7 separate regions of the Mus musculus genome follow, and all the other regions are linked to region 1. The links are chromatin contacts, called in public HiCAR-type, HiChIP or PLAC-seq and promoter capture Hi-C maps. All regions are on one chromosome and are shown on one strand. The core of a region is the stretch at or near the end of the contact, and the rest is flanking DNA. Distances in the headings are between cores, read along the strand shown.

Region 1 (3,513 bases), core at 881-3,380:
TCAAGTAGATAGAGATTATATAAGGACAAGAGTCATTTTGGTAGAATTCTGCCTACTTAGGAACCTCTTTCAGAAAAGTAAGAAGTAATTTTCTGCCCAATTCAGGAGAAACTGCTTTATATCCAGACTCATCTCGAAGATTAGAAACTTCAATATTCGATCTATAACAAGGTGATGTATAGATTCCATAGGGTTTCAAGCCTCAACAAAAGACTAGAAAGTTGATTTTAAAAGATAGACATCTCAATGCAAAGCCCTTATCAGCTTGTTGGTTCATTTGTTTTTCTTCCCTTTTCTCTACTAAAATACATGTCCGTGCAAGGCAGCCAGGAGAACTAACTGCTCCAGCTCTATCTCTATAGTTGTGAAGAGAAACTGATATGATGGTGGAAATTTAGGTGACTACACATTTAATAGACCAAACATCCTCAAGCTTTTTGGTCTCGGAGCTCTTGTCATCGAGGAGACGTTTGATTTTGGTGACTTAGAACGGTTGATATTATCAATTTAGTAAATTGAACCGAGAAAATTTGAAATATAGCACACAGGCACACTCTCTTTTAGCTTACAAACTGATATCATCACAGGTTATATAGCCTCTGGAGGCTAAAAGGAATAAAGTCTTCCTAGCCAGCCCTTCAAAAGACTCTGAAAGATGTCAACACCACACCTTGCATTTTGGCAAATTGCTCCACGCACACATTTTGTGTATTCACTCGTGCAGCTCGATTCTGCTGATATTGGGACAGAGTCAGTCTGTGAGTCCAGCAAAAAGTCATGCAGAGGGCGATGAAAGAAAGCGCTGGGGATTCCTGCCACGGTTTGCCCTTGAAAAACTTCTGACAACAACCTGCCCTCTTATTGCCTCGTTTTTCTGTTTTAGTGAAGTGTTTTAGTGAAGGATCGCTCAATGGGAACCCAGGAGGTTCGCACAGTGAGCCCTTTCAGTCCTGCCTGCCAGCCCTCAGGTGTCTAGTTGGTCCTTCTCCTTGGAGACGCAGTGACCCAGGCAGAAATGAAAGAATGAAAATTCAGATCGCCCTCACTAACAACAGCAGTCTGAGAGGTGAATCTCAAGACTGGGAGTCGCTGTGACCAGAGGTGCTGGAGAGCCAGCAGCGCATGGTCTGAGCCAGATTTTGTAGCCAAGAGTAGGAAAGGGGGAGTGCAGGCTCCCTTGGAGAAAGACGGGGTGATTAGCCTGTCTGGATGGACCGAGAAGACAGAAACCTCCCAGTGTAGGGTGGGGGTTAGCTGCTTTTACTTTTGAACCCTGTGGGTATTTCGTGAGCGGCACACTTCCTGAAACCTTGAGCCCATTTTAGGGCCTAGGTTTTTAGGGCGATTTCCTTTCCATAGGATATATTAGTTAATTGTTCTTTGTATCCTGCCAACAAAAAGTGACGAAATAAAGCAAAAGCCTCTTGCTGATTAACTCGGTCATCCTCGTTTTCTTTCTGTCTATAGTAAAAGGCCCCAAATCTCAGTTCTCAGGTCCAGCTTGTGTCTTTCTACCACATTTAAAGACAATGTTAAAAAAAAAAAAAGCAAACTAAATCAAACCCAGCAACAACAACAAAAAGCTCTTGGAGCCCAGGGATTGCATTCTCCCGCCTCAAGGTTAAAGGTTTGCAAGCCTGTGTCATCATGTGTCCCGGGCAGAGGACCAACATCAGTAGGTTGGCAGATAAGACTGAGCAGACTCGCTGCGATGAAGCACACATCCGGGGATCCCGCTCTAGGGAGCCTTCCGGACGTGTGATCGGAAAATGCCTGGTGACCGATCCGACCAGGGAGGGTGTGTAGGGTCCTCGCCACAGAGTCCAGACATGGCCCCTAAAAGTCCGATGTCCCAGAACCCCTCACGTCAGAGCCCGGGCGCGCAGCCCCAAGCGGCCTTTCTGTCTTTTGAGCCACTGGCCAATAGGGAAGCAGGGAGGTTGGCTCCGGCCGGGAGGCATTGGCGAGGAGGAGGTTCCCGGGGGCGTGGCTAGTGATCGTCTGCTGTGGGTGGGCGTGGCGTGGGGCGTGGCCAGGCGGAGGCGGGCCAGACCGGGAGGCGGACCTAGGGAAAGGGCGTTCTGCGGTCGGGGCGGGGCGTGGGGGCGGGGCCAGGCGGGGTGGCGGGCCAGACCCGGAGGCGGACTTAGGGAAAGGGCGTTCGGCTAGCGAGCTGTGGCCGCCGGCGGGCGGTGGGGACTCCAAGCACCTTGACCCTGGCGCGAGGCGGCGTCGCGCACGCTTACAGGTGCCCGCGCGGGCTCGCGGCTCGGGCGCCCTCCCGTTGGCCGAGAAGGAGGAGGGGGCCGTGTCGGCGTCCAGCCCCTCGCGCCCAGGATGGACGTGCCAGCCAGGGTGTCCAGACGAGCGGCGGCGGCGGCGGCCAGGATGCTTCTGCGTACTGCCCGCGTCCCTCGCGAGTGCTGGTTCCTGCCGACCGCGCTGCTCTGCGCCTACGGCTTCTTCGCAAACCTCCGGCCGTCGGAGCCGTTCCTCACGCCCTACCTTCTGGGACCCGACAAGAACTTGACCGAGAGACAGGTAGGCAGGAGCGGCAGGCGGGGAGGCCGAGCATGTCAGATGTTTGTGGAGGGTCTGGCGGCGGAGTCCCGGAGCGGGCTACGCAGATATCTGTTCGGATTTCTGCTCGCTTGGAAAAGTGGCCTTACTCTTTGCGTTTCTAGCACGTTCCGTGCGAGACTAAGCAAGATGGGCCGCAGCCCACGTGCATGTGTGTTTCAGGCCGTATGTGGATAACCCGGTTCTGCCCGGACAAGTCCTGTGGGAGCTGCTGGGGACCGGGGACAGTGCGTGGATAAAGAAAACAGTAAACTCGACTTTCAGTAGAATATGTACATATGAGTGTTTGTATGTATATATGGATGGATGTTATTTGGCTTTGTTTTTGTGAGAGGGTCCCCCTTTCCTTCCCCTCCTTGACTTTGTTTACCCCTGACAAGATAGATACGCGCTATTACAGAAGGACAATACAGGACAGTAGTACGCCATCCGAATATGGGTGCTTGATTAGGTAAGACTGTGTCCAAAGATTTACTGCACCCTCTGAAGTCCGTCTCTGGGATGAAAACAGACGGTGTCATATAATTGGTACTTAGCTTTTCTCGGATGGTGAAGTGTTGCTTCACCTACAGGTTTTATCCTCCGTACAGGTGTTTTTGAGGGCTGTGATGCACATGGGCCATGACCAAGAACTCCTGCGCAGACATTTATTCAAGATACAAACTTGTACGCACAGCACCACAGAAGTGCATAGTATACTTCAGAAATGTGCCTAACTCCTGTGATTAAAGCTCATTATCCCGGCACTTGGTTTTGTCAGAGGAGCTTGTAGATGGAGATTGCTGCTCCAGGACCCTTTCCTTGAGTATCCAAAAGAGTGAAAGCTCAGGTCCGATGTCTTTTCCCTACTGTCAGATGAGTGGATGCTGAATAATTGCCACCTTCTTCCTATACCCGGTTTCCTTCCTTACCGCGCTGCTTCCCTGCCCAGGT
Region 2 (3,496 bases), core at 247-2,746, 1.4 Mb after region 1:
CCTTTGCTTAAACACAAATACAGCCGGCACCAATAGAAAAAAAAATGGCAAAAACAAACAAACAAACAAACAAACAAAAACCCACGCCTTTTCTGTTTCCTTAGGAGAAACAGGAAAACAAAAACAAAAACAAAACAGATCCCATCTGATACATAAAAAAAAAAAAAAAAAAAAAGAATCTTGTCCATTTTCACCTCCAAGCTATTAACTAGGAGCTTAAATGAAAGCTGGAAATCCAACAGAATCTCACCTATACTCCTGGTTCGAGAGACTACTACATTAAGAACTTTTGCACGAAAGAAAGTACTGAGTAATGGATTTTGAACAAATTACATTTTACACAACAAAAGAATGAGTGGGAGGAACCCCCTCCGTGTTTTCTTAGGAGTTCGACCTCTCGGTAACCACTACTTAGCTGAATTCTGAGACAGAAACAAGTACTTTACTTTGAACAACACACAAAAAAAGTCCTGGGGCAGACACTACTTCAGACGCCCCATAAAACAACTCGTCCAAGACGTCATATAAACCGAGCCGGAGCCTTTATCAAAAACTTAAGCCTGGTTTATTTGGTAAGGGCCTGAGAGGGGGGCTTTTAAAATCAAAGTAAAAGCATGCTTTGTAAATGTTCGTCTTGTCAAACTATCTTGCCCATGTTTACCATTAATACGAATTCGACCGAATTCTTTCAAGCCTTTGCATTCTAGGCTAGAAGTAACGTAAATTTCGCCTCTGTGATTTACAGACCCCAGAGATGAAATAAATGAGAGTCTGAGTTTTCAATCATAGAGCCTTAAGAATTGATCTGAGCGCATTCGAAATAGATCTTACCAGGTAAAGGAAAAACACTGGTTTAAACAAGGAAATAAACCAACAAAGGCCCACAGGTGAAAAATCCTGCAATCTTCCGCCATCTCCCAAAGGTGGAGAACATCAATTCCAGAGTCGGACTCCCGGGAGGTCCTGGGCAACTCAGAATCGCCAGGAGGCGACCGCAGGGGACTGGGCGTGAGTGGGCTCCTGGGACTGTCCCCAGGGAGCTGCAAGGTAGGGAGCTCCCTCACCCCTCCCCGCCCCACCCCCCTCGCCCTCTACGCAAAGGGATCCAAAGAAAGAGGTTCCTCGGCTCCCGGCCGCGCTCCCCGGGCGGCGTGCCCAGGCCCCAGAGCTCGCAGGCCGCGCCCCCTCCCCTCCGAGGCGCCCCGAGCGCGCGCACGGCCGCGGAGCCCCCGCCCGACCCCGGCTCGGCATCACTCACACAGCCCGAGCATCGCGGCTAGCACCGACCACAGCCAGCGCCGGCGGGCCGGGGCCGCAATCAGTGCCACGGCTCCGACGGCCTCTGCCATCCTGCTCCCGCCGCTCCGTTCCGCCCGGCTTCCCGCTGCGGTCGGCTGGCTTGCCTTAGACCACACAGCTCTGTCCGGATCGCGGCTGCGAGCGCGAGGACACCTCCACGCCACCGCTCCCCGCTCCCGGCCCCAGTGGCCAACCGCCAGCCTTCTGCCCAGCTCCAGCCCCTGTGCCCGCCCCACTGCTCGCTCATTGGTCCTCCTGGCAACCTGGGAAAGAAGCCATTGGACAACTCGACTCCCTGTCAGCCCCCTCGGGCAAGGCCCCGCCCTCCGGGCCCCGCCCTTGGTGTGATCTGTGCAGCATGCCCGCGTACTGTGCCTCTGCAGCCGCATTACTTTGAGCCTGCCTGCGTGGCTGGTCGTGGGGCTGCCCTCCGGCCCACCGCCGCCAGAGGCTGCCCTCCTCTCTGAGGGGCCAGTCCCACAGTTCTCTTAATGTCCCTCCCCGCGGTCTCTTCCAAGTCCGGATATCATTTCCGACTAGGATCTGCTTGGTTACTCCTGGCCTCACTCACCTAAAGAAAAGCAATTAATTTAGGGACCGGGTGGGGGAGGGGAGGAGTGAAGTGAAGAGAGAGGTGAGGAAAGACTTCCATTCAGTGGTCGAGATAGAAAAAGACCCACCATCTCTTTGACCTTTGCCGAGTATCTGTCTTTGCCTGAACTGGATCATTTGCGTTGCAACATGAGAAGTCTCCATCTTGCCCTAACCTCTGAGCAGGCCCTTTTTTGGCTTTTCAGAGGACAGGAAAGGAATAGGAATTGGAACTCTTTCCCGCCACCTAGATAACCAGTGACTGCACTTACTGTTTGTTTAGCATATCAACGTCCCTCGGCCTATAGATGAAAAGTTAGGACGGAGGCGGTGCCTTACTTCAATTCTGAAAAGTGCCGGCTGCTACTAGTTACCCAGCAAACCCTAAAGAGAGGGAGGATTCTGAGAATGGTCTTCAAAGGGGGAAAAAGGAGGGACCAGACACAAAACAGATTAGAGTGAACGAAGAACGGGAAAATCCAAGTGAGAGTTTGGAGGAGGAAAACAAGTTTTAGGAACAAGACTATAATAGGCGGAGCGTAGTCCAGTAGACCAAAACGCGGCCTCTCCTTTCAGGATTTTGTCAAAAGCCAGTCTTAACAGTGTCCTTCCGATGTTTCCAGTGGCCTAGCCCCTTAACCTTGCAGTAGAGCAAGTTCCTAATTACTAGGCAATTGGAGAAAACCAAGAATGCATATCGCAGCTATTTTGCCTTCCGGTTAGCAGGTCCTGCCCATCGGTGGCACTTTACTTTCAAGGAGCACACATTGGAGTTTTAATAACCAAGAGTTTAGCAGGAAAGTAGAAAGGGCAAGCTGTGGAGGAGTCTGAGAAAGAAGGACTGTCTCAAGTTTGAGGCCAGCCAGCCTAGGCTGCATCAGGAGTTCTAAGGCAGCCTGTGCCACACAGTGTAGACTACCCTGTGAGACTCTTAAAACTTTTTTTTTTTTTTTGTGGCCATCCTTAGGTTATCCTGTGGGCAACAGAAGGGGAGTGGCCACGAAGTCAGATCTGTACTGAGGAGAGCACCTCATGTCTTTAATCCCACCCTCAGGAGACAGAAACAGGGGGCCTTTGAGAGTTTGTTCTACATAGTGATTCTAGGTCTGACAGGATTACTTAGTGAGACCCTGTCTCAGGGGTGGGGGTGGGGAGGAGGCACGGAGGAGCATGCTCAGGCTCATAACATAGGTATCACAGAAGGAAGGCAGCATTGAGAAGTGGTTCAGAAAAAGATCGATGTAGGAAATAGAATCAAGAAAAAGAGTTCTAATTCCTAGACTGTCAACCTTGCCTTTAGGATCAGTTTCTACGGCCTTTTCAGCCAGCTCCTTCCTCCAGGTGAGCGCCTCAGTCCACAGCAGATGACATCTCAGTCATCTACCAGGACCGGTTGTCTAACATCTCCATGATCCGGGGGATTTTGGTCAGGCTGTGCCTCCAGGTCTCAGAGATCTAGACGGTCAGTAGGATAGAGGCTAGCACTGGTGACTTACTGATGAACGGGCTTCTGAAGGACAGAGGTCAAAGGTGCAAAAAGCACAATAATGACAGGTGAGGGTCAGAGGTTAAAGGTGCATTGGCAAGGGAGCGTCATCCACACGGG
Region 3 (3,829 bases), core at 1,169-3,668, 1.4 Mb before region 1:
GCAGTAAGGATATCTTTGAGAGGGGAAAATTATTTATCTTTCTCTATTGGATGTGATCTTAAAAGAGGGTTGTCCTGTGACATTGTTATAGGTGCTAGGAAATTATGTATTTAACTTTATCCAGTAAGGATTTAATTAATTCCTATTTTGATCTATTTTTTTCCAAAAAGATGTAAGAAACTGCCTCTGATTCTGAAAGGTGATGCACTGGAATAGGGTCATGAAAATGTCATGGGGTAGGAACCACCTGCCTGGAATTGTATTGTTGGTAGACCACTCAAAGTAACATTTACCTCTTTGGCTAACAGATTAGTAGCAAATACAGAACGCTTTTTGCTTAGATATTAAGCGTTACACATTAAATCTGTTAAAGGCCATTGAAACGACATTGAAACGACTCATTGGGTAAAACTCTCAAAGCACAAACCCAGTGATGTGAGTTCAATCCTTACACCCCATGTAAAGGTGGAAAGGAAAAAGAACCAATTCTAGAAAGTTGTCCTCTGATTTTTACATGCATGCTGTGGCACTGGACTATCCAAGCTCACCTCCACCTCTCTCTCTCTCTCTCCTTCTCTCTCTCTCTCTCTTTCTCACACACACACACACACACACACACACACGCACATGCACGAAGACATACATACACATGCACATACATATGCACAATCATGCATGTACACACATGCATACATATATGCACACATATGCAATAACAATAAATAAAAGCTAAATTTGTTACATTTAAACCTATTTAGAAGCAAAAGAAAATTATGTGTATGAGCTGACAGTGCAGAAGATAAAATGGTATCAATTAAGACAGAAATGACCACATATTATGTGACTTTCTTGGGAAAAGTTGTGATCTCAGCAATCAATGATTATTATTAATGTGATTTCTTTCTATGAAGCTATTCATATAATATAAAGGTCAATTTCTCCACCATGAACTCTGTGTTTACACAGTCGGATCAATACATTTTCATTTGGTACTTGTGTACCATTTGTCAAGCTCTCTCTCTCTCTCTCTCTCTCTCTCTATATATATATATATATATATATATATATATATATATATATAATGTTCATATGTGTGTGTGTGTGTGAAAATGTCTTTTCTTTTTGAGACAGAGTTTTGTTATGTAGCCCAAGCTGACTTCACGTTTCTAGTCCTCCTGCTTCACTCTCCTTTGTGGTGGGGCTCTAGGCATGTGCTCCCACTGTGAGGTGGGAACGTAAATAGTTTCAGTCACAGACCGTAAGTCTTTATAGTTGTCTGTGAATCTGTTAATAAAAATTTGAATGACAGCTAGTAAATAGAATGACTTTGTTTAATAGAAAATACACAATAAAGAGGTTCACAGCGGTTTTACTAGAAAACCAGATAACCAGAAAAGCTCAGTAGGCAAACATGGCTTAATTTTCAGAGAAAAATAAAGTCAGTAGTGATAGGGGTCCATTCTCTGAAGAAGCACTTTGCTCAATGATTAAAGGTGATGACATAAATATAATTCTGTTTACTTCTATTTTATAAAGTGCTCCCTAATATTAGCATATTACCTAGCTGGCTTGTCGGACAATGATAAAAACACGGGCTGTTTTGCTTTAGCTGGATTTTAAAGAGAAGGTTCCCTACATCCCTGGATTGATCACACAGGTTGGCACAGCATTGACCTGGGAGAGATGCCAGCCTGAGTTCATTTCCTGGTTAGCTGCATAAGTAAATAAAAATAAAATTGGATCAGAGCTGCTTAAGATATCTTTCAATAAGGCCCAACAGCCTTCTTGGCGATCTCAGCGTGACCTATTCTGAGGTAAGAAAGGTCTCACTTACTTTGAATCTCCACAGTCCCCCTATATCTTCAGTCCTTTCGAAGCAGGTGGGCTCCAGACCCTCGTCCACGCAGCACTTCAGAGAGATTAGGCCACTGACCCCTGCTCCAATCACCACAACCTTCTTTGCCATTGTCTCCTGTCAATAGTTGATCAGTCATTACTGCTTAGCAAGGACAAAGGTAAGAGGATCCTGCCCTGTGGTCAGGTAACTGACTTACCACAGGATGGGTGGTAGTTTAATACGCAGCACTAATTGAATAAAATGCCTCACTAACCAAATCTTCACCCTTCCTCCCCTTCAGAGAAACTTGTCTGGTCATATGACCTTCATTGTAAACGTGTTTACAAAGTCCTGGCTTAATATTAAAAAGGAATCCCGTTGAGCAAGCCAAGTTATTCAACAAAGCAGTCCCAGGGTTGTGAGCCAAAGCTGGTTGTGTTCTCTGGCGTCCCGAGAACTTCCTCCTCAGCTTTTGTCCCCAGCCCTCATCCTTACCTTTATTTGTGCTTCTTAGCACTGTCCTCTTGGCAGAAGAGTTCCCCCTGAGGGTTGTGTGCGGAGAGATGGGAGTATTTAAGAGATGGAGGAGGCTGTGAGAAGTGGGAGGAGCTTGTTCGCTCAGCCAGCTAAACCTCTAAGGACTTCATCAGTATTGAAATTAAGCAAGAGATGCACTTCTTAAGGTCGGGAACACTGAACACATAGCATTCGGATGGTCTAAATAATTACGTTTATCATCAGTGTAGAAAATGTGCATTAGCAAATTGAAAAGAGTAGATAAATAAAAAGAAATTAAATCCACCCCTACCATCACCATTCAGAGATACCTACAACAAACACCATTGACATTTGGCAACTTATTCCATCTATTATATATGTGTATATATGTCCATGCACCCACTTCTGCATGGAGGTGGAGGCCAGAAAACATGAGGGTTTTCTTTCTACATTTGATTACAGTTTTATTTATTTCAGAGGGCATTGCTACAGTGCACATTTGGAGGTCAGAGGACAATATGGAGGAATGGATTTTCTCCTTTTACCGTGGGTCCCTGGGATCAACTCAAACCAGGCTGACTGAAAGGGTCTTTACCCACTAAGCTACCTCACTGACACATTAAAACCTCTTGGGAACAAAACACCCATGGAAGGAGTTACAGAGCCAAAGTTTGGAGCTGAGAAGAAAGGATGGACCACCTAGAGACTGCCATATCCAGGGATCCACCCCATAATCAGCCTCCAAACGCTGACGCCATTGCATACACTAGCAAGATTTTGCTGAAAGGACCCTGAGATAGCTATCTCTTGTGAGATTATGCCGGGGCCTAGCAAACACAGAAGTGGATGCTCACAGTCAGCTATTGGATGGATCACAGGGCCCCCAATGGAGGAGCTAGAGAAAGCACCCAAGGAGCTAGGATCTGCAACCCTATAGGTGGAACAACAATATGAACTAACCAGTACCCCCCCGGAGCTCGTGTCTCTAGCTGCATATGTATCAGAAGATGGCCTAGTTGGCCATCATTGGAAAGAGAGGCCCATTGGTCGTGCAAACTTTATATGCCTCTGTACAGGGGAACGCCAGGGCCAAGAAGTGGGAGTGGGTGGGTAAGGGAGTGGGGGAGGGAGGGTATGGGGGACTTGAAATGTAAATGAAGAAAATACCTAATTTTAAAAAATACATAAAAAACCTCTTTTTAAAATTTTTATTAGATATTTTCTTACATTTCAAATGTTATCCCCTTCCCTGGTCCCCCACTCCCGGAAATCCCCTATCCCATCCCCTCTCTTACTGCTTACCAACCCACCCACTCCCGCTTCTCTATCCTGGCATTCCCTTACACTGGGGCATCGAGGCTTCTCAGGACCAGGGGCCTCTCCTCGCATTGATGTCCAACAAGGCAATCCTCTGCTACATATGGGGCAGTAGCCATGGGTCACTCTATGTGTACTCTTTGGCTGGTGGTTTAGTCCCTGGGAGCTCTGAGGGTA
Region 4 (3,576 bases), core at 381-2,880, 1.5 Mb before region 1:
GGCTTTGACTACAGCACCACTACAAATTTGTGACCTTGATCAAATTACTTCGATCTCTCAAATATCTTGTCCTCATCTGTAAACCAAGTATAAGAGCTCCTTCCTCAAAGACTAGGATCAAAAAGGATAATGTATATAAAGGTCTTGAGAGCATACAGTTAGAGGTTAAGTAATGAGAGATCAGCCAGCATTCTATGTTCTTCACACACACCTACAGACACCCCCCCCAAAAAAACCCAAAAGCTTATTATGACAAATTCATCCCAGAAAAATCATATAAAAACTTCTTTTCTATATGCAAACTCAATCTATTTCTAATTTTTGGAGAATCAATGCATTTGGAGCCAGCCAGAAAAGATGCTGCAGTGCATCTGTGACACACACCTAAAAATGGCTCCAGCCAAAGCAGCATCTTAATGACCAACATGGAAGCTTAAATCTACTTTTAAAAAATGCTAGAGGTCAGACGTGGTGGCCGCTTCATACCACCCTCTCTGTAACGTCTATTAGCGGGAATTGACTCCTGAGCACTCGATGAAGCAAGCATCTTCCGATTCTTCTGGTGCATTCCCAAAGAGAAACCCTAACAGGAGGGCCGCCTACTGTACAATTCTAAGTATCCTGCTGGGGTATGAATTTATGAACCGAGGTTGAAGACCAGCCAATGCGGAAATCCGGGTAGTTTTAAGAGTCAGGAATTACTAGGCAAGTTGGATCCCCCCACCCCAAAGATCTTGAACACACTTCAAACAAATATACATCCCCTTTAAAGAGATCAGAGCGGTCCTTATATGCAAAATCAAGCAAGAGTCCTCACTGGCTCCCATGCTATTTTTCTTCGGTCTTAACTAGGGTCTCTACTCTAGCAACCAGTAATACTAAACGCTCTCTCTGAAAATCAGGCAGCAGCCGAGCCGTATTCCCACAAATGCCGGGCTGGAGCGGCCTAGAGGGAGGAAAAGACTACTCAAATCCTCCAAGAAGTTGTTCAGCTTGTCCCCAGCGGAAGTGGGGTTCGTTGGTCCTGGGTCCTGGTAGAGCCTCTACGACCGCCCTGGACTACACACCGCTGGCTGCAAACGCCAGCCATCACCACAGGAGCATCCGCAGGCACTAAGAGCGCTCGGAGCCGCCACGGGCACCGTCCTCCACGCCGTGGAAAAACGGCGCGCGCAGGCCCCGCGCGGGCGGAGGCTCCCTCGGCCATCGCAGGGCCGCCCCGCCGCAGCACACGCCGCGCACATGGGCGACGAGCCCTGCTCCGGATCTCCGCGGACAGCACGACGCCGGGAGCCCAGGGAGAGACGCCGCGGGCCCCCAGGCCTGGCTCCAGCGCCCGTGCCTTCCCTCCCTCCTCCATCGGGCCTCTTCACGGTCCGGACGCCCTCGCTCTCCTTACCCGCCAGGGTTGAGAACCAAGTCTGCGCGCTTCCAAGGGGCTCGCCCCGGACGGATCAGGGTCAGGGGAGGGGAGATTGCCTCGAGAGACCGTCCGCAGGGCCGCTCGGTCCCGAAAGCCCGAGCCACCGCCGTACAAACCGCCAAAGCACTTTCGCTACCTCCTGAGAGGGTGAGAGCGAGCGAGAAAAAGAAGCAAGATGGCGGCTAGCCAGCCCCTACGTGCTACGTCATGACGTTGCGTACGTAAGGCAAATCTCCGCAAGACCGCCCCGGGGGGGGTGGAGGGGTTGAGGCTGCGGGGTCACGTGACAGCCTCCGCCGCTTCTCGACTGCGGCGGAGGGCAACGCTACCTCCTACTGGAAGGAGGGAGTTCGTCAAGCAGAGCCATTTCGGAGACAAAGCTTTTCCACCTGGGAAGATTCCAAAAACCTTGAGCCCTCCGTGAGGAATCACGACTTGGTTTGTCTCCGTGCATTGACAACAACTGATGGAGGAACATAAACGTTTACAACCTGCGCTTTGACCGAATGTTCTTAGGGGGGGGGGGGGGGCAAAGTGAGGGGCCATGGTGTGGTGGCAATTTGAGAAGACCGAAGTTACCTCGGAGTGAAAAAAATAATCCAAGTGTTAGGGACAAAAGCGACTGGCGTGCTTTGCTGAGGCCACCTTCGGCATTTGTAATTTTGGTGTAAAATAAGGCACTGTTTATTTCTGACTCCTCTGGCAATGTTTACCTCTTGGAACAACTACCTAACAGAGAAAACTAACAGTTAAGAGTCACTCATGCAGGCCGGGCCGTGGTGGTGTACGCCTTTAATCCCAGCACTTGGGAGGCAGAGGCAGGTGGATTTCTGAGTTCAAGGCCAGCCTGGTCTACAAAGTGAGTTCCAGGACAGCCATGGCTATACAGAGAAACCCTGTCTCGAAAGCCAAAAAAAAAAAAAAAAAAAAAAAAAGAGTCATTCATGCAGATGTTTACTAGGTAAGTGTATAGTAGAGACAAGGCAGTACCCGAAGTGAGGAAGGAAAATGATAATATTCTACCTGGGGGCTGAGCATGTACCTCAGTGCCGCGTAGTATCTTGTCACATATATGCAAGTCTCTAGGTTTGGTCTTCCTTTCCCCAACGGAAAGAAGGTAATCCACGAGTATGTGATATTTCTCTACTTTATGAGATATCTATAGTGTATAATAAATCCAAAGATTCTTGTCCTGGTCTGAGTAAACTCCTCCGCTTGCAACTGGCATGTATTCATGGGGTGATACCACAACGTTAGAACAACCATAAAATAATAGCGCAGTAACCACAAGTAACTTCTTCCCCAATTGACATTTGTGATCATTTGTTTTAGATTTTGTTTGCTTTGCATTTCTGGGGCTCGAATCTGGGGCTTGCCTTCAACATGTTAGGCAAGTGCTAATCCAACTGAACTATAACCCTTAGCCCCTTCAGAGACCTTCCAAAATGAGACATAATTTGCTGATTGATAGAACAGGACAGAGAGAGGCCTGTCTTTTCACCAAGAAAACACCTTGGTTATTTTCCCACAATCCATTAGAACCAGTCTTCTGTATCCTGGACTTGAAGTATCTTTCTTGAGCAATGCAGGATCCCTCCAACAATCAAATATGCTGACATCTACCTGGTTATGAGACTGACATGTACAAACAGAATATTAATTCATGAGTTTCTAAGAGTTGTGCATTAGGGTTCTCTAGAGTAACAGAATTTATAGAATGAATCTCTATGTATATATAGAAAGAGATTTTGTTAGAATGATTTATGGACTCTGGTATAGCTAATCCAACAATGGCTGCCAATGAACAGAAGGTCCAAGAATTCAATAGGTTTTTCAGTCTACAAGGCTAGATTTCTCAGTTGGTTTTCAGTACATACTGGAATCCCAAAGAAGACTTTAATACCAGTGAAGAAATGGACTCTTGTTAGTGAGGAAAGAGCTAGAAGACAAATAGCAAAAGCTACCTTCTTCAATGTCCTTATATATAGGATAGGCTTCCAGCTGAAGGCATAGCCCAGATTAGAGGTGAGTCTTCCCACCTTAAAAGATCCTGATTAAAGGTATGTTTTCTAATATTTATGTATTTATGTATTTATTTATTTATTATATGTAAGTACACTGTAGCTGTCTTCCCGACACTCCAGAAGAGGGCA
Region 5 (3,486 bases), core at 957-3,456, 1.7 Mb before region 1:
ACCATCCACCCCTCCCGAGAGAAGTGGCCCACTGCTTTCTTCAGGATGTGAGCCTGAGCCAGGGAGATGCAGAGGTAGCGACCGCCCACCTGCAGGACACGGCCAACCTCAGCTAGCATCCTGTCCACCTGACGCAGGGTCACCTCCTCCTCATCTGTCAGGACAGCATCCAGCGTGCCCTTGTCCAACACCACCTGGAATGTGGCGTCAGGAAACTCCAGCTGGGTCATGTCCATCTTCAGGAAACTCATGTGGGGCCGTCGGCTGCCATTGCGTTCCTTCATCTGCTTGATGACAACCTCGCTGATGTCGATGTTCACGATATCCTGATAGCCCACATCATAGAGTTGTTCACTGAGCTCTGAGTTGCCACATCCGATCACAAGCACCTGGAGGGAAGAAACAAAGACAAAATGAAAGTGACCAAAGTCAAGAAATCCGCTTCAGATACCTCAAAGACTAGAGATTAGTAGACTTTGGCTACTTCATATTCTCCAGGGGCAGAGACACTATTCTGAGTAGAAAGAAGCACTCAAGTTAACTCTAGACACCATCTTGAAACTAGCAATGCAGGTGTGCACAATCCACGGTCTAGCATAGTCATGCCTGCAAAACCAAACTGTAAATATTCTTAAAATATTGTGGGTTTTTTTTTTTTTGGGAGGGGGGCATTGATAATTTTTTTTTCTATTACTTGATTGCATGGTTCTCAGGCCTTGTAGATGACAACCTCTTCTTACAATGTCAAAAGCTAGACACACGTGGGAGAAAATCACTAATCCAAACAGTATTATGCCACAATAAAGGTCATGTGAGAACAGGCTGTGTGATGTGCGCTATTCAAAACTTGTGTGCAGCCTGAGGGACGGTTCAGTAGGTTAGAACTATTGCTCTTGCAAAGGACCCAAGTTCAGTTCTTAGCACAGCCTATAACTCCATTTCCAGAGAATTTGGTAGCCTCTTCTGGCCTCCACAAACTTCCTGTACTCACATGATGCACAGAAACTCAGGCAGGCAAACACACATCTACATAATAAAATAAGGAAATCTTTGTCTTGAAGTTTGTAGGAAGTTACAAAATCCAAAACACCAGTTGCATCCTCATTTTTGTTTTTGTTTTTTTAAACCGTTAAAAATATAGGCTGAGTGACAGAACTGTTTCTAACTGCTCATACTTCCTATTTCCTCAGACAACAAACTAGTTTGTGAGGATTTGGAGCCTGCTCCCATCCCAGAGTCTATCTCATGCTATTTACTACTTGAAGCCAAACTTAAAAATACGAATTGTTGTTTCTCTTTGTGGCACATTCCTCCATTCATCTTTCAAAAATTCTGTTGTCACCGTCTCTAGAGGGCAAAGCATAGTTCCATGAGAAGTGATATGCCCTGGAGCCAGACAGACCTGCTTTTAAATCTCTATTTGACCACCTACTACATGCATGGCCTCCAACAGTCACTTGAAAAAAATAAGTGCACAACTACCCGCCTGAATTTGTTGAGATAAAAGGCCCGAGCATAGCAGACCTTAAGTCTCCTTCCCTACCGAAGCTCCAACTCGTCCACACCTATTTAACTTGGAATTTAACTTGTGTTTGTGGCTTCCTGCTCCTGTAGCTTGAGGGCTGGGCACAAAGCCTGAAATTTGATGAGCACTCGGCAGTGACTTAATAAACATATACACCAATAAAGTCCCACGACGCTACCTATTCCACACGTGTGCACAGTGACACAACACCCTTTCAGTCTACTGACGAAGCCACTATTCCAAAACGGGTTAAGGATGAAGTTTTAACTGAAAATCTTTACTTTTAAATGGCTATCTTTAAGGTTGCCACTTAGCCAAGATGCTGGGCAGAATCCTAAAATGATAGATCTGAGTGGGGTCCCCACGCCTGCCTGCCTCCTGCCTCCTAAACTTAGGATTGCTATCTTCAGTCCCCACAAGGGACTGGCTGCACGCCATACCTTTTCCTTGGGCTTTATGTATTTGTGCAGCACCTCGCACAGCTCCAGATAGGTCCCATACCACTCGAAAGCTGTCTTCCCTCGCTGCTGGAAGAACTTCTCCCAGTAGTCGGCAGAGCCAAACTCCTTGGAGCTTTTAGGTAGGAGATTCATGTTCCCACCGTGAGCGGCGTCTTCGACACTGCTCCTGGTGACAGATCACCCCGGGAAGCACCGGGAGGCAGCAGCGGCGGGAATCTTAGCCACTACAGGCACCATAGATTTGTTCTGCACGCAAAACCCAACCGAACCGGGCCCTGTGCAGCAGACGCGCGGACGAACCACTGAGCTGGCCACGCGCCGCTGCCGCCCCCCTTGTTTTTCTTCACCCTCGGTCCGCGCCCCACGTGCAGCAGCCACACACTCCCGCAGCTACACTCAGAACCTAGAAACCATATCCGGGTAAGAGGTCTCGTGATTGGGCAGGCGGAGCGGGCGGGACTTCCTGCGGGACTCCGGGCAGAAGAGGCTTGCTTCGTGGAACCGGGCGGGGCTGCGCGCGCAGCCTCTGTGAGCTGCGCTCTATCCCCAGCTGAGAGCGCGAGGGGCAACGGGAGCTGACCTGCGCAGGAGCAGGAGTCTCAGCTAGAAACCCCTTCCTCAGGAAAATGTGAGCTCATCTCCTCTTCCCGGAATCACTTTGCCACCGTTCTTGGTCAATTCAGAGGAAAATGACTGCTTTTTCTACTCCAAAATACAGAGCCCTGCTATTAATACAGTAACAACGGTGAATATCAGGAGACTTAACCGAAGTGCCTCCCTTCCCTGCCTCTCAAAACACAGTAACCATTCATTATGAAGATGCTCATTTTATCATTGGAGTCCTTAAATTGTCATTCTGATGACAGTTGTAAAGACATAGTTTATGTGTCTGATGAACAATACCATCCTTTTAAATGATCGTTTTATGAAAATATCCCAAGGAAGTTCCTAGTGAAGAGCTGTTTTGAAGAGACGATGAAAGAAACAGCTCTCGCGTTAAAGGAATAAGAGATGGAGCCCAGATATGACTGGCCATAGCCCAGGAACACAGATTTAGCTTCCTCAAATACCATGTTCCCATGAGGTAGCAATTGCATGAACTTTTATAGTAACAACACAGAAAGTAGTAAAACGGGACACTTACAAATACATTGGTGAGTATATTGTAAGATGATTGCAACCACAAGAAAACCTAGAGGTCTCTTCATACTTTCCAAAGGTCTTACCTAAGGGTCACAAAAGATGTTGCCAAGTACTAAATAACTACTAAAGGACCGGAAGATGTTCTAGGAAAATTTGGCTCTGGAACTGCATGCAACCTTTCAACGGCTTCACATCATTGACGTTGAAATCAATGAGCCTTTGAGGACACAGCTCCTTTCCAGAGATTCTTTTTCACAGCCTATACACACAGTGCTAGCACAGACACGGAACAGTTAGAGTAGACATAAGTTTTAAAGTCATCTTCAAACATTACAGAATCGTCTATTGGACTTGTTT
Region 6 (3,693 bases), core at 1,163-3,662, 1.5 Mb after region 1:
AGGGAATTCATCTTGGTGGCTAGCTTTAAGAAAGTAATCTACTGAGCCCTTCATATACCAGAGGCCGAGTCACAAAGACCTGCAAAGACTCTGCAAAGATGTGACTGTCCAAAAAGATGAACAGCATGAGTCTGTCAGCAAAGCAGACACAGTCCTTTTGTGCAGTTGAGCAGGACTCCAGGACCTGAGACCAGAGGGACAGCATTAGACAGAGACAGCATTGCTTTTGAAGCTCTAACAAGATGGAGCCTGAACGGGAGGACAGGCTTCCCCTTAAAGCCTGGAGAGGAACTTCACTTAGGGTGTGAGTAAGGGCTGGAGAGATGGCTCAGCAGGTAAGAGTGCTGGCTGCCTGCTCTTCCACAGGTCCTGAGTTCTATTCTCACCAACCACATGGTAGCCCACAACCGTCTGTAATGGGATCTGATGCCCTCTTCTGGCACACAGATGTACATGCAGATAGAGCACTCATACATAAAATAAATCATAAAAAACAACAACAACAACAAAAAAGAATGTGTGTAGTACAAACAGTTTAAGCTTATCTCTGACTAGCTTACAAATAAATGAGACTCAGGCTATGGCTATTTTATTTGGCTTTGATGAATACTGGGGGTGACCCCTAATCTACTCTTCTAACTACAGGCCTGGCTTCCTCTCTATTGGTGTACCCCAGACACTTGCTGTTTCTCCTGACCATGTGCTCATGGTACCTCCTCCTCCTCTTCTTCCTCTTTCTCTACTCCTCCTCCTGCTCTTCCTCTTCCTCCTCATCTTCTTTCTCCTCTTCTTCTTCCTCCTCCTCCTCCTCTTTCATTCTTCCTCTTTCCCCGTCTCACCTACCTCTAATCCTTCCAATGACTGGCTGCAGCCAATTTTATTTAACCAATAGATGTAAATCAAGGAACAAGGTCTGTACAACAAAAGCTTGTAAGCATGAGAAGTCACTAATAGGGCTAGACTTTCTCATATAGAACCTAGCATTACAATACATAGCAAAAGACCAAACCTCAACACACGTGAATGGGAGAGAGAGAGAGAGAGAGAGAGAGAGAGAGAGAGAGAGGCAGAGACAGAGAGAGAGACAGAGAGACAGACAGAGATCAGGAGAAAGACAGAGTAGTGGGCCAGATTGGGGTGGGGGGCTAGCTAGAGGCAGACCTCAGAATATCTTTCCAGAAATCTCCTTTAGGAGTCTCACACCAGTCCCTAGAATAGAGGCTAAGCCTGATTTTTATATCATTTTAGAGGTGTCAGGAAGTTTCACATCCCATGATTTAGTTCATCCTGGCCTACATGACAGGGAGCTGGGTGCCACAGACTAAGAGGAGCTGCCAAGGAGCTGAAGGGGTCTGCAACCCTATAGGTGGAACAACAACATGAACTAACCAGTACCCCCAGAGATCGTGTCTCTAGCTGCATATGTAGCAGAAGATAGCCTAGTCGGCCATCATTGGGAAGAAAGGCCCCTTGGTCTTGCAAACTTTATATGCCCCAGTACAGGGGAACACCAGGGCCAAGAAGTAGGAGTGGGTGGGTAGGGGAGGGGGGGGTACAGGGGACTTTCGGGATAGCATTTGAAATGTAAATGAAGAAAATACCTAATATTTTTTTAAGAAAGAAAAAAGAGTAGCGGCTAAGCACGGACTGCTTCATAACTCTGTTAGGAAGAGAGAGAGCTGCAGAGAGGTGTGGCCTGATTCAGACTATAGGATGGGTGGGGCTTAAAAGATTCTAACAGTGGCCACAGTTTTAAAACGACGCAAACACGTTTGCATACATTTTCTAACTCCCTAGGGTAGCAGAATGAAAATCCTCCACGGGCTTGGAGGATCTGCCAGAATAAATGCATGAAACCACGAATTTAACCGAGCTAGATGACTTGACAGGTCTCAAATGGACAAGGTCAAAGTCTTGAGTGGGATACCGAAAACTAACAAAGTGGCTTTATCTGAAGACTCTTCTGGGCCAGGAATTTTTAAGTTCCTGCATGTCGGTATTTCTGTACTGTACTACATATAGGCTTGCTTGCTAACAGTCAGTAAACAGAAAAGAGCACACAGAAAACTCACGTTCTCTTAGATGCCAGGCAAGCATACTCAAAGACATTAAAAAGGAGGTGTGTGCGTGCATGCAGGCAGCTTTTTTCTAGCACTGTGACTTAGGAAGTTGCTTAATTTCTTCTAGACCTCATTTATCTGTCTGTAAATCAAACAAGCAAAACAAATATCTCTTTAGGGCAAATTCGCACTCTTCACAGAGCAGATCACAGGACACGGTGAACAGACCATATGCTTCTGGAAACTGGGTTGCACTGGAGCCACGCCCCCTCTTGCCTGCTCATCTCTGATTGGCTTTCTCGGAGGGGCGGAACAACGGGCAGGCAATAGTTACCCCGGCAGAGTTTGGTCGGTGGGCAGGGACTCCGCAGTCAGCGTCATGGCTGCCCGTGCTCCTGAGCTCGCGCGTTCCCTGCTTGCTGCCCTTCTGGCGCCCGCGCTGGTGGCACTACTGGTGTCGCCGGCCTCGGGTCGCGGAGGCCGGGACCACGGGGACTGGGACGTGGACAGGCGATTGCCTCCGCTGCCACCCCGCGAAGACGGGCCGCGCGTGGCCCGCTTCGTGACTCACGTCTCAGACTGGGGCTCGCTGGCCACTATCTCCACAATAAAGGAGGTGCGCGGCTGGCCCTTCGCGGACATCATCTCAATCAGTGACGGTCCTCCGGGAGAAGGCACGGGCGAGCCCTACATGTACCTGAGTCCACTGCAGCAAGCCGTGAGCGACCTGCAGGTGAGCGGGAGCGCGGCGCGGTTTCCCAGACCCGGCAGAGCAGGAAACCAGCGTCTCCAGTTTAGCTCGCTGGGGAGAGCGTGGGTCTTAGAGATAAGACTTTTGAACCCAGCTCACATGACTGTCTCTTCTGGCCTGCGCTGGCTAGGCGGAGGTTGTAGCATCCCAGATGTTGGGGAACTACCAGGAAGTTCCTACTTACCCTGTTACTGGTCTAAGCGCTTGGGGTAAATTCTTTGCCAGTACCTGGAGCACTTCACACCCTTCAGATAGTCAGGCGTCCTCTTTAGGCGCTGTCTCTGCATAAACTGCACTCTTGTGATCTAAAGGCATACAGATTGTTGGATAGTTTAGCGTTTGGCTTATGTGACTTCGGAGATTCTCTTCCCTACCTTTACCTATCAGCAGTGGGAAACTACTACACAGCATTATAGTTGACTGCGGACCTGGCTCTGCTTACAGCTCAGGTGGAAACAGCCTGGGAGGGAAAGGCCACACAGGAGCCCAGAAATGAAGCCTGACTCGGTGGAGGGTCTGTGGCAAAACTGAGAAAGCTTGGTGTCGTGGTAAACAGTGAGCCAAGAGACGCCGACGCTTTAACCAAGCCCTTGCCATGGTATGTGCCTAGGGCTTTTCGGTTCCACCTGTTTTCATTCATTGTCTCTTGTAGTAACTCTTAGAAACAGGCATGGCTATTCCGGGTTTACAGATGAAGACATGAGGTTAAGTAATTTGCGCAAAGCCAGGGGGCCAACCCTAGTTCACCTCAGACCCACTTGTCTTCAAAGCACAGGCCACAGGACTGGGACCCATGTGCTAGAATAGAAGAGACCCGTTTTCTTCAGCCTCCACAGAGTTCTGTATTGTTCTAAACAAATTTAAATTAGCTACTGCCTTTTA
Region 7 (3,600 bases), core at 10-2,509, 1.5 Mb after region 1:
ACAGTGAAGCTCAGAAGAGATGAGCGGACTCAAGCCTGGAAGGGATTGAACTTCTGTGCCCGGGATCTCCGCAGACCTTGGGCTAAGGAGGAGCTCTTTCCTTTTGAGTGGGAGGAGGAATCACCTTTAGGCCTGTGGGTTTTCATCTCCTTTTTTCCTCTTTGAAAATCCCAGGTCCTACTGAGATTGATTAGAATACAATAAAAGGTCACAGTTTCTTTTTCTTTCTTTGAGTGTGTGACCCTGGGAGTTGAACCTGGGGCTTTGCCAATGCTGTGCCTCTGAGTTCACCTGCAGCTGGTCTGGGTTTGAAGGGAAACATTTCTTTGGAAATCTATAGACCTGGAGGAGGAAGCTAGATGAACTAGCTGGATGGAAAGTAGTGGCCAGTATTCTCCACTGAGGTTGGAGAAGCGCAGAGAAAGTCTGGGACTCGCCCCTGCAAACCTCTCAGATACGGCTACCACACCCCAAGGTGCACACAACCTCAGGAGGCAGGGCATCTTGGAGAGCCTCTAATATCTCAGAAATAAGTTTATCTGATCGGCGGCAAGGGAGCTTTTCAGAAAGTTTTGAAAGAAGATGTGACAGAAACAAGGGGCATCAGAAGTAAGAGAACAACTGGTCGGAAAAGCCACACTGCAATCAAAACGGGAAGCCATGCGGGCAGAGTCCCGGCTTCAACTGCCAACTCTGTTTCTCAATGCCTGAGTCAGGGTTGCTGGAGTTTTGTTTTGGGGTTCTTGGTTCACACCTTTATCCGTTTATGACTTTAGTTGTACCTAAGTTTTATTTTCTAAACCCCCCCCCCAAAGCACGTATGTGCACAGTCAGAATACCTGAACCCCTACAAAGGCCCCTCCTTCGCCTGAAGTCCTTTCCTGACAAGCCCACGCCTGCCCACAGGGGTCTCCGAGGAGCAAGGACCAGCCTTTCTCAACTTGGCCTACGCGACCTTTCGGCTGCGTGCTCCCTGCTGAGAGCAGGAACGGCGACCTGGGCAGGAGCGCTCTGACCTCCCTCTCCCCCAGGCCCGTGTCCCCGCCGGTCTTTTACCTCCATGTCCTCCAGGTAGTCTTCCTCCGGCTGCGGATACGCCCGCTCTCTCGGGTTAAGAGCCCACGATCCCCGCTGTCCCCTCGGCTCCCAGCCCGGGTCACTTTCGGGGCTGTAGCGGGCACAGGGCGAGTGGGCGGCGGCGCGCGCCTGGCTGCACTCGGCTGCGGGACTGCCCCAGCTGGGGGCCCTGCGCCAGAGAACGAGGAAGGAGGAGGAGGAGGGAGGGAGGGACCGAGGGACGCAGGAGGAGGGGAGGGGAGTGGAGGGGAGCAGAGAGGGAGGCCGGATCGGGGTTTAAATTTAGACACAAATCTAAACAGATACTGTCCCTCCCAAGGCAGGACTCAAGAGCCCGAGCCGCCACGACTCCATTAATCTGCCCAAACATGGGCTGGGCAGCGCCGCGCCCCCTTTCTCGCGGAAGTTTCTCAGGACCCTGGGCTTTGCACTTTTTTCAGACCACCTCAACTCTCCCTCTTTTAGCCTGCCTTCTTTACTTTCCTTGTGCCTCAAATTAGAATTGCCTTTTCATCCTTTTTCTCTTTGCCATTTCCTTCTTTTCATACCAATTTTCCCAGCCTCCGTTCCTCCTCCTTCTCCCTCCCCCTCCCCCCATCCTCTCCTGTATTACTTAACCTAATACCTGGCCTTCCTGTGTTCAGTAGCCTTAGCTTTGATACCTCTTTTCCTGGATTCCATTTGCAGGAAACAATTATCAGTCTGTCCATCTATTATCTATCTGTGTATGAAGAAGGAGAGGAATCCAAGCAAAGTTTCCCCAAGTTTCCTGCCGCATGCAGCAGGCTACTCTTCTCCTCTGCTCTGATGCATGCAGCTTAGGGGGTTGTGGGAATATCTGCTTCGACATGCTGCTTGCTAAAGGACCTTTTTCCCATTCCTATTAAATATAGCAAAGGGCACGGTCCTAAACATCCAATTCACATAAGGCCCCCGCTTAGTAACTCTCCCCAGGGAATGTCGGTTTAAGGCTGCGTGGGAGGGATGTAGGGACTTGAATCTGTGCCGAGGCCATTGTCTGCTGCTACTGGGTTATAGCTCTGGGTGTCTCTTCAGGGTCCCATTTCTTCAGGGAATTGGCTGATAAGGATGCCTGTGTGTCTTCTTACAGCATCCTTCAACTTTGTACTCCAAACCCAGACCTGCTATGCAAGGGAGAGAGAGAGCCAACACATTGGTGGACCATAGCACAGGGCATTGGTGCTGCCCCTGTGCAAAGAGCCCAAGAGAAACCACTACCACAAACCAGCAGAGAACTCACCCACATTGCAAAGGCTGCCCCGACTGCTTCTCATCACAGTTGGTCTATAGATCTTGACGTCACAGGCCTTCTAAATCTTACCTTGTAAACCATGAAGTCAGGGCAGCCTCTGTTCATTGAACTCAGCAGCATATAGGGGCAAGACCTCTGCTTCAGAAGCAGGCAGAGGGTGAGATTCTAGTCCGATGCTTTCTAGATGAGTTCCTTTAGAAAAGCCTCTTATCTGATCTTCATTTTCTGCATCTTCTCAGGGTGGTAGATGCTTGGAAAGAGCAGCTATTTTAAAAGCATGTAGCTTCATTACATAGTTCAGATGGACAAGAGCCCCATAATCCTTTTATTTAAGAGTCAGGGATTCTGGATTCCAACGAAAGAGTCCCCTGATTCTATCTACACAGCTGCAAGCAGATTCTAGAAAAGAGATGATGGAAGCAAGAAAGGAATGTCCTGCTGATCTTGAAGTTCTGATCCCCTTGCCTTGGCTCCCTGATGACAGGAGTGTGCCTTCAGGTCAGGCTGACTTCCCCCTTTTTCTTAGAGCTAGGTGTTCCTTTCCACTCAAAGACAGCAGCATGAGTCTTTAAGGCTCTACAAGCAGGCGGGCGGAAGTATCTACCCAGAAGAAACCGTTGGGCCCAGATAATACCGCAGCCACCAAGGTGAGGTGCAGCTGCTCTCCTGCCCCTCCCTCCTCAGGCAGGGCCTCCCTAGGCTGAGAACAGATGATTCACAGAGACAAGACCACAGCCCCTCCACGTTCCTGGGAACAAGTGCAAAGCATGCTGAACCAGAGCTCTTTGCCTCCATCAGGGCCCTTCTCCCAGAGAAGGAGTAAAGCAGAATACAGAAACCCAGAGCTGTGCTCAGCAATCCTGAGTATGTGTGGGATGTATTCTTCTGTTATCCTCCCTCCCACCTCTGTAGAGGATCACCAGAAACCAAAGTGGAGGCAGGCAAACTCATACATACCCAGCTCTTCTGACAACCAAGGGGAAGAGAAAGTGGCTGTCTCAGTTCCCCCTCTCTCCACTCTCCAGGGTCTAGCCTGCTCAACCTGGGTTTTCCATTTACACAGTCTAAAAATCTAAACCAGCTAAACAAGAAACAGAGGCAAGACTATGGATCACCGGCAATGCAGCTTGGGCCAGCAAAGGGCAGGAGAGGAGACGCCATGTATGCAGGCAGCCCTTACACACAGGCTGTCAATAAATGTTGGATGAACGACTATGTGGAAAGCTGAAAGAAGAGCAGACGAGCAGAAT

What was found. Promoter capture Hi-C pulls out the DNA fragments that hold promoters and counts their contacts. HiCAR-type assays count read pairs that join an accessible place to other places. HiChIP or PLAC-seq counts read pairs in DNA pulled down with a chosen protein or histone mark. Capture Hi-C pulls out chosen DNA fragments and counts their contacts.
Region 2: a HiCAR-type map of fibro-adipogenic progenitors shows a contact between it and region 1, with 17 times the contacts expected there. The contact joins the promoter of Mpzl1 here to the promoter of Slc19a2 in region 1. A contact is called at or near these places in 4 of 39 promoter capture datasets (cranial neural crest, frontonasal cranial neural crest, maxillary cranial neural crest and 1 more), 2 of 484 Hi-C or Micro-C datasets (muscle stem cells and uterus) and 3 of 115 datasets of contacts at active chromatin or transcription factors (astrocytes, fibro-adipogenic progenitors and pancreatic cancer cells).
Region 3: a contact with region 1 is called in a HiCAR-type map of astrocytes, with 3 times the contacts expected there. The contact joins the promoter of Fmo2 here to the promoter of Slc19a2 in region 1. A contact is called at or near these places in 3 of 39 promoter capture datasets (3T3-L1-derived adipocytes, hippocampal neurons and liver) and 1 of 115 datasets of contacts at active chromatin or transcription factors (astrocytes).
Region 4: a contact with region 1 is called in a promoter capture Hi-C map of liver, with 3 times the contacts expected there. The contact joins the promoter of Prrc2c here to the promoter of Slc19a2 in region 1. A contact is called at or near these places in 5 of 39 promoter capture datasets (cranial neural crest, hippocampal neurons, liver and 1 more), 2 of 484 Hi-C or Micro-C datasets (B cells and cortical neurons), 3 of 115 datasets of contacts at active chromatin or transcription factors (astrocytes, pancreatic cancer cells and pro-B cells) and 2 of 9 other capture datasets (adipose tissue and liver).
Region 5: a contact with region 1 is called in a promoter capture Hi-C map of liver, with 4 times the contacts expected there. The contact joins the promoter of Eef1aknmt here to the promoter of Slc19a2 in region 1. A contact is called at or near these places in 1 of 39 promoter capture datasets (liver), 1 of 484 Hi-C or Micro-C datasets (uterus), 1 of 115 datasets of contacts at active chromatin or transcription factors (astrocytes) and 1 of 9 other capture datasets (liver).
Region 6: a contact with region 1 is called in a promoter capture Hi-C map of liver, with 5 times the contacts expected there. The contact joins the promoter of Creg1 here to the promoter of Slc19a2 in region 1. A contact is called at or near these places in 3 of 39 promoter capture datasets (liver and pre-B cells).
Region 7: a contact with region 1 is called in an H3K27ac HiChIP or PLAC-seq map of thymic regulatory T cells, with 7 times the contacts expected there. The contact joins the promoter of Rcsd1 here to the promoter of Slc19a2 in region 1. A contact is called at or near these places in 2 of 39 promoter capture datasets (the C10 cell line and pre-B cells) and 2 of 115 datasets of contacts at active chromatin or transcription factors (large pre-B cells and thymic regulatory T cells).

What each region holds. Positions count from the first base shown.
Region 1 is chr1:164,246,916-164,250,428 of GRCm38.p6, forward strand. Slc19a2 (solute carrier family 19 (thiamine transporter), member 2) reads left to right here and starts at 2,131. Exons shown (of 6, transcript NM_054087.3): 1 at 2,131-2,541. The coding sequence starts at 2,338.
Region 2 is chr1:165,633,045-165,636,540 of GRCm38.p6, forward strand. Mpzl1 (myelin protein zero-like 1) reads right to left here and starts at 1,497. Exons shown (of 6, transcript NM_001083897.1): 1 at 1,259-1,497. The coding sequence starts at 1,349.
Region 3 is chr1:162,896,340-162,900,168 of GRCm38.p6, forward strand. Fmo2 (flavin containing monooxygenase 2) reads right to left here and starts at 2,419. Exons shown (of 9, transcript NM_018881.4): 1 at 2,333-2,419; 2 at 1,835-1,972. The coding sequence starts at 1,966.
Region 4 is chr1:162,738,926-162,742,501 of GRCm38.p6, forward strand. It overlaps Prrc2c (proline-rich coiled-coil 2C), which reads right to left and starts at 1,631. Exons shown (of 35, transcript NM_001081290.1): 1 at 1,400-1,631.
Region 5 is chr1:162,546,139-162,549,624 of GRCm38.p6, forward strand. Eef1aknmt (EEF1A lysine and N-terminal methyltransferase) reads right to left here and starts at 2,207. Exons shown (of 8, transcript NM_144877.1): 1 at 1,966-2,207; 2 at 1-389. The coding sequence starts at 2,118.
Region 6 is chr1:165,761,346-165,765,038 of GRCm38.p6, forward strand. Creg1 (cellular repressor of E1A-stimulated genes 1) reads left to right here and starts at 2,413. Exons shown (of 4, transcript NM_011804.3): 1 at 2,413-2,793. The coding sequence starts at 2,440.
Region 7 is chr1:165,706,835-165,710,434 of GRCm38.p6, forward strand. It overlaps Rcsd1 (RCSD domain containing 1), which reads right to left and starts at 1,260. Exons shown (of 7, transcript NM_178593.3): 1 at 1,057-1,260. The coding sequence starts at 1,062.